2 separate regions of the Mus musculus genome follow, and region 1 is linked to region 2. The links are chromatin contacts, called in public HiChIP or PLAC-seq maps. All regions are on one chromosome and are shown on one strand. The core of a region is the stretch at or near the end of the contact, and the rest is flanking DNA. Distances in the headings are between cores, read along the strand shown. Region 1 overlaps Arhgap35 (Rho GTPase activating protein 35). Region 2 overlaps Sae1 (SUMO1 activating enzyme subunit 1).

What was found. HiChIP or PLAC-seq counts read pairs in DNA pulled down with a chosen protein or histone mark.
Region 1: a contact with region 2 is called in a CTCF HiChIP or PLAC-seq map of CD8 T cells, with 5 read pairs. The contact joins two enhancer-like sites. A contact is called at or near these places in 2 of 39 promoter capture datasets (maxillary cranial neural crest and pre-B cells), 2 of 15 datasets of contacts at CTCF or cohesin (CD8 T cells and embryonic stem cells), 1 of 484 Hi-C or Micro-C datasets (LSK cells), 6 of 115 datasets of contacts at active chromatin or transcription factors (embryonic stem cells, microglia and stem cell-derived neural progenitor cells) and 1 of 9 other capture datasets (adipose tissue).

Annotation. Positions count from the first base shown.
Region 1 is chr7:16,491,709-16,495,331 of GRCm38.p6, forward strand. It overlaps Arhgap35 (Rho GTPase activating protein 35), which reads right to left. Exons shown (of 7, transcript NM_172739.4): 7 at 2,765-3,623. Among named protein-coding and RNA genes, the nearest start is that of Npas1, 17 kb to the left of the region's middle. Within about 2 kb of position 1,868, at least 10 of the 459 cell types and tissues checked have an H3K27ac peak or open chromatin away from gene starts, as enhancers often do. A contact at or near this core is called in CD8 T cells, where this site is marked.
Region 2 is chr7:16,325,035-16,328,574 of GRCm38.p6, forward strand. It overlaps Sae1 (SUMO1 activating enzyme subunit 1), which reads right to left. Exons shown (of 9, transcript NM_019748.3): 9 at 2,016-2,895. The coding sequence ends at 2,803. Among named protein-coding and RNA genes, the nearest start is that of Bbc3, 17 kb to the left of the region's middle. Within about 2 kb of position 1,382, at least 168 of the 459 cell types and tissues checked have an H3K27ac peak or open chromatin away from gene starts, as enhancers often do. A contact at or near this core is called in CD8 T cells, where this site is marked.

The DNA of each region.
Region 1 (3,623 bases), core at 618-3,117, 170 kb after region 2:
TTGTTCCCTCACCTCTGTAACAGTGGCAGAATAAATGAATGGACTTGGTAGATGAGGTTGGTGGATGAATTAACCAACTGAGAATGATGTAGTATGCCATGTGAGACACTTTGATTCTAGGGCCCAGTTTTCAGAACAAGTCTCTCCCTAGCCGCTCCCCCACACTCCCCAGCCCTAGGGTGCTTTCTTCCCAATCTCAACTTTTGTATGCAGCAGGGCAGGATGGTGTTCTGCTGACCCCTGGTGGCCACATGGAACAAGGCAGTGCATTCTCTCTGCAGGTGTTGTTTTGATGCCAATTCTGGCATGTCCAGCTTTGGTTCTCACAGGTGCACTCAACATTCAACTGACTCTGTTGTCTGGAGTTCTAAGATGTGCCAACCCCCACCTCTCCTTCTCATGTTCACATTCTCGCAGTGTGCTAATCCAACTGACTCAGCGCCCAGGCTAGGATTCACTCAAATCTTTTCTGGCTTGGACTGTCTCTCTCATTATTGATGTTTTTTAGTGATTTTGAGATGAGGTCTCAAAGTGTACCTTAAACTCATAATCCACCTGCCTCAGCTTTTTAAAAACGTGTGCTCATTTTACATGCATTGGTGTTTTGCCTGCCTTCTGTGTGAGGGTGTCAGATCTTGGAGTTACGATTTTGAGCTGCCATATGTGTGGGTGCTGGGAATTGGGCCCAGATCCTCTGGAAGACCAGTGTTCTTAACTGCTGAGCCATCTCTCTGTCCTGCACCCCACCCACCTCAGGTTTTGATTGTGGGGACTATAGGCATGCCTATAGACTATAGGCACACTTGGCTTAATATTTTGTCCCTTTTTGCCCTGAGGACCGAACACATAGCCTTCTGCCTGTGCATGCTAGGCAAACTCTACCACTGATCCACACCCACCTCCCTTTACGTTTTGTGAGATAATCTTGCTAAACCTTTAATTCCTTGGTGGCTCAAGCAGGCCTGAAAAGGGAAATTCTCCTGCCTTAGCCTGAGTAGCTACTATGATTGGCCTGTAACACCAGGTTTGGCTGCCTTTCATGGATTTACTATTAGGTGCATGTACATATAAGTACAGGGATTGATGGAGGACAGAAGCGTTGCAATCAGTAGTTAGCCTGTGTAGGTGCTGGTAACGGAATTCAGATCCCTGCAAGAGCAGTATATGCTGTTAACTGAGTCACTTCCTCAGGGAGAGCTTAAAGAGCGACCCACTGGTCACACAGCTGTGACAGCATCTGATAATTCCACTGAGAAGTGGGCTCTGGGCAGGCAGAGCTGTGCCTGTGGCTGTGCTTCCTGGAGCCCGGCACAGAGCACATGCTCTGGGATTCTGAATTAAATGAGTGGAGACAATCTAATGCCAAGTTAAGTACACTTCAGAGCTTCCTAGTCATGGGGTGGGGAGTAGCCTATCTGCAACCCTATTACCTGGGAAGTTGGAGGCAGGAGAATCAGTTCAAGGCTAGCCTCAGCTACATATTGAGGGCTCCTCCAGACTAAACAATAAAAACAAAAGGACAACTGTGGAGGTCCCAGGGATCAAGTCCTCAGGAATTGGTGGCAAGTACTTTTACCCAACGTGCCACTGCACCAGCCTAGAATCAGGTGACGACATTCTGGCTGGGCATAGGAGAGTCACAGATGTGCCCACTAGAACTCTAGACTCATGTGAGTGGTAGCTTACACCTGTAATCTCAGCACTCAGGAAGCTGATTCAGGATTGTACCAAGTATAGGAACACTCTGGGCTATACATTAGTACCATCTTGGGGTGGAGTTGGCTTAGTGGCTAAAGGTGCATGCTGTTTATATAGAGGACCAGAATTCTCTTCCCAGCTCACAACTAGTAACCCCTGTTCCAGGAGATCCTATGCCCTCTGCTGGCCTCCACAGGCACTGCATTTACCCACAAAAACACATTCATATAAAACTATGTTTCAAAAAACAAACAAAAAACCACAAAAAACTGAATAGGGGATGGAGAGATGGCTCAGAGATTGAGAGCTTGCTGCTTTTGCAGAGGACCCAAGTTCGGTTTATTGGGCGGCTCACAACTGCCTCTAACTCACACATAGGAGGCCAGCCAGGGTTACATGGAGAAACCTGAAGCAAAACAAAACAAAACAAAACTCAGGAGGAGGTGGAGGAGGAGGAGGTAGGTAGGTAGGCTTGAAGTTTGAGGCTGCCTGGAGTTTTTTCCCCATCCATGGTGGTGCTGTGATAGACATCCTGTATGAGGAACTTCTAGGCCCCTGCCATAGGGAAGGAAGGGTCAAGGGAGGTCAGGTTAAGCGTGCATGTGGGGATCCATCAGAATCTCAGCAGGCCTGAGTTACAGTATTCTAGAGCACTGGAATGGAGGCAGAGGAAAGAGCACTTGCCACCATCTGGGATCCAGATGATGGGATGATCCTACTTCACCAAGGTGTTCTTTGATGGGCCTTCGTGATAGCCATGTGCCCACACTCACAACCACTCAAACTTCCTTACACAGATGTTTAAAACCAGCTGTCTCAGCACACCTGGTCCTAGGACTACATGTGTGCACCACAGTTACTCTTTCAGTATTTTCAGGGGTGGTGGAAATGTTTTTGCTGTGGCTTCTTTAGGTGGCTAGCCTTCTCACTTCTTACAACTTTCCAAAGCTTCTGGCCATCTGCAGTTCTCCGACTTCTGTCCTCTCAACACGGCTGCAGAGGATGAGGGGTAGGACTGTCCCCACTTGGCCCCAGGCTGCTGTGGAGACTGCGGCCCTTCATTTCTCTCAGGCCTGTTTTTATTTATGGTTTTTTTTTTTACAAGATTGATTTATTAACTATGATACATATCACATAAGGCCTTTTCTGTCTTTTTTTCTTTTTTAACACCATTCCCATTGAGACAAGTACAATACTTTGTAGCAAATACATAATCTTAAAAAACAAAACCAAACAAAAACACTTCTGTCAGAGATGTCTTGGCTGCCAGGATGGCTGCCCATGCACTAAACAGGCTGGAGCCTCAGAAACCCATGACGTATTTAAAAAAAAAAAAAAAAAAAAAAAAAAGCTTGGAAATGAAGCAGACATTCCTAACAGCAACTAGAGAGGTCCTGGTTTGAGCCCCCATGATACAGGAAATCATCGTTACACTTGCTTTACAGACAGGTTTCCACTTTTGCTGCGAAACATAAGTTTGGGCACACGGCCAGACTACTAACACACTTCAATACCATTAATGTTTCTGTTTGTTTTCAGGAAACTCAAAATATTTGTTAATCCAACACATATAAAGATCATTTAACATAGAAAATACAAGTACCAGAAAAATAAGCTGACAGCAGCACTATTCCAAATTTTCAAACAAGTTTTATTCCCATACAATCCCAAGACTTTTCCTTTGCTTAAAATGTACACAGGGAACATGATTCTTTAATGTGAACAATAACTTATGTCCTGGCTCCACTACTTGGGTGGCTTCATGGTTGGGTAATAGTGCCTCTAGCCTTAGCCTCTCTACAGTGTCCCTGGCTGCTGCAGTCCTAGAGTGACCCAGTCCATCCCCTGCCCTCCCCATGCACACTGGCAGTGGATGTGGAATGGAGAACCACTTTCTTCCACCTGCCATCTGTAGATGACTTTAG
Region 2 (3,540 bases), core at 132-2,631:
TGTTTAGCTCATGCTGATTTTGAACTTGAGATCCTCCTGGCCCAACAACAGTTGGGAATATAGGCATACACTGCTAGCACACTGAGCGTCAGCAGAGAAGCCTTTGAAGATAGCAGAGAGAGCTGTGGAATGACCGAGACAGTAGACTGTTTAGGCCAAGCACTCTCCATCTGACTTGACTCCCAGAACACCCAACGTGGAAGAATTTCCACCCATCCTTGCTACTAGGTATGGCCCAGATGAAGGCGGGTGGGTCTTCCCATGTCAAATGTGTTAAGAACCCTCACAGGTGTAACCCAGGTGATTGGGTTTCAGTTAATTCCAGATGTAGTCAAGTTGAGAGTCAAGACTAGACACATAATCTTATCTTCTTATGTTTAATTTTCAAATGAAAATAATAACCGGTCATAACTATGAAAGTCTAACATAAGTATCCCCAGAGCAACTGCAGAAGCATTATGTTACTGGTTTTGCTTGTTTTTGATACAGGGTCTGACCGTGTAGCCCTGGCCGTCCCTGAACTCTCACAATGTAGACTAGGTTGACCTCAAACGCAGACGTCCACCTGCTTCTGCCTCCAGAGTGGTCGGATTTAAGGTGTGGATCACCTTGTCAGCAGCACCCTAAACCCTAAGTCTGCTCTCTGACCTCAGCATGAGAAGTGCAGTGTGTGAACTTACACACTTAACACCCATACTTGAAGAAATGCATTCAATTTTTTTTTTTTTTTTTTTTTTGGTTTTTCGACACAGGGTTTCTCTGTGTAGCCCTGGCTGTCCTGGAACTCACTTTGTAGACCAGGCTGGCCTCGAACTCAGAAATCCACCTGCCTCTGCCTCCTGAGTGCTGGGATTAAAGGCGTGCGCCACTACGCCCGGCTGGCATTCAACTTTTTTTAAAAAGTAGGTAAGACTGAGCACAGAAGTGAGTTACTGCTTTATGAATGTTGGTTTGAGACAAGGTCTATGTAGTCCTAGCTGTCCTGGATTTCCTGTCCTGCCTCCCCTTCCTGCATGCTGGGAGGACAGGCAGGGGATAGCCTGCCCAGCTGTGTTTGTCTTTTGTGCAGCCCACTCTCCAGCACGCTTTGAGAAGGGTGGACTGGAGGTACTGTGCCTCTGGGCAGCCCACCCCCATGCCCTGCTCTCTTGACTCCTATGCCTCTGAGGATAAGTTCTGTCCCCACAGAGCTGCATACCTTGCAGAGGTTCTAGAAGCCATTACTTTACTGGCTTTCCCAGACACGTAGGGATCTTCCTATCTGTAGGGTACTTGTAATCTGGACTGGCAGCGGCCAGATTCCTCAGAGGCCCTCTGGGTGACTCAGCCTGTGACCTAGAGGCACCAGATGGAAAGCTTGTTTTACGTAGGTTAGGAGTGTCTGCTCCCCCTTGTGACCAAGACTTCACACTGCAACCAGAAAGGTGATTTCTTTGGCCTTTCATACCCGAGAGATCCACAGGGCTGCTGATCCCAGTGCTACAGCTGTGTTAATGACGCCCAGAAAGGGTTCCACTGCACCTGGGATGGATACGGGGACACACGGGTGAGAACTGTGTCTTGCACCAACTAGAGCACAGGGGGACTAATAACTGGAGCTGATGGTATTGCAGGGGAAGCCCTATCTTATAGCCATAGGATTCTGCTTTCCACCTCACCAACTTGCTGCACAGAAGGGGCTGGCTTTCAACTTGTGACCTTCCTGTCTCAGCCTCCTAGGTGCAGACAGGACAGGAGTGTGCCACCCACCATGGTTAAGCTGGGCGCTCTAGCTCACCCACGTGACTTCAGCCTGTTAGTACTGAGACCCTCAGCACACAGGCAGGAGCCTAAGCATCCATGTGTCCTGTCTGCAGTGCAACTGCTGTATTATCAAAAGGACAAAGGAAGCAAGGAGGCTGGGCTGGAGACAGTAGGAATCTTTTAAGCATAAGAGGGTGTGAGACTTTTCAGGTTTAAGGAAAATAGGACACCAGCTACCCACCCATGTTTCTAAAACAGAGGAGACAAGCAAGTTTAAGAGAAAGACACTTTATTATCATCCTTTATCCAGCAACCAAGGGGATCTACAAACTAGACAGGCTGCCCTCATACTCCTAGAAGGAAGACCAAACCAACTGCCCCCCAACCCACTCCTGTCAGGGGCCCGGGTGCCCAGTATAAGGAGCTGGGTAACAGTGCCCCACCCTAACTCTGGAATATGCCCTTTATTATATTTTGAGAAAGGTTCTTGGTACATTATGTAGACCAACTTGGCCCTGAAATTTACAGTAAATCCTGCCCCGGCATCCCAACATCTAGGATTACAAGCCTGCATAATGGCCCCTAGCATTAAATCTACTTTTTAGAAATAAACTGTTTGGGCTGAAAAGATGGTTCAACCATTAAAGGTAAGGTGCATAGGCTCACAACCAAAAGACATGACAACTGGGTGACAGTCTCTCCCTTCCAACACCCAGGCTCCAGCCTGAGGAAGGGTCAACAACAGAGGTCTATTCTCAGTTCTCCAGGCAGCACTGGGCCTCGGATCCCCTCTGCTGACTATAGAGGGAAGTTAAGTCCAAACCGTGACAAGACACTCTGACATCATGAAGTATGATGCTCTCTCTCACTAGGCACTGCCAGTCCCCAGTGACAGCCCAAGGGAGCAATGCCAGAGGTGCCACGTGATTATCATATTTGGGACCCCGCAGTTCCCTGATAGCTTCGAAGACAAAGGCAGGATGAAGTCTGGCCTGCTTGCTCTAGAAAAATGATCCGGAGAGAGGGCAGGTGACTCGGTGGCCTTGTACACACCTCAGCTCACTGGGGACCAAGGCACTCCACAATTCCACTCCCCTTCATGCCGTCGAAGAAGAAGAAGTTGTTGTGAGGAGGGTCCCTTTGAGACAGGGCCTGGAGAGAGGAGAAGAGGGCTCAGCTTCAGAGTAGAGACAGAAGACCACCACATTGACGGGCCTTCTAACGTGGGCCAGGGAAAAACTACAATGAAAATGACAAAGGAAGGGCCAAGAGCCCTCTGGGTAAAAGCTTCTGCTTAGGATGGGAGGTGGCGACATAGCTCTAATCCTAGGACTTGGGAGGCAGAGGCAGGTGGATCGATGTTGAGTTCCAGGCCAGCTTAGCCTAGAGAAAAACTATGTCTAGAAAAACACCATTTATAACAAACAAACACACACACAAACAAACAAACAGAGAAAAAAGCAAGAGGCCTAACACAATCATGACCAAGCTTAAACAGAGGCTTTTCCCTAGCTTCAGAGTTAAATATTCGAGTTTAGTCCCTGGAATGGCATTCACATCTCAGGAAGTACAAGGCCAGCAGAGTGCAGGTGGGCTACACAAACAGTAGGACTTTGTCACAAACCAACCAACCAACCAACCAACCAACCAACCAACCATGTATAACGGTTTAGTGCTCCTCAACTGTGGCTGGCCCACCTAAGCTCCAGGGGTCACCAGCATGTGCAGAACTCCTCTGCCATCCCTTCCTTGTCCCTCCCAGGATACATCTCTCAGTAACAGGAGCTGTTGTCATCA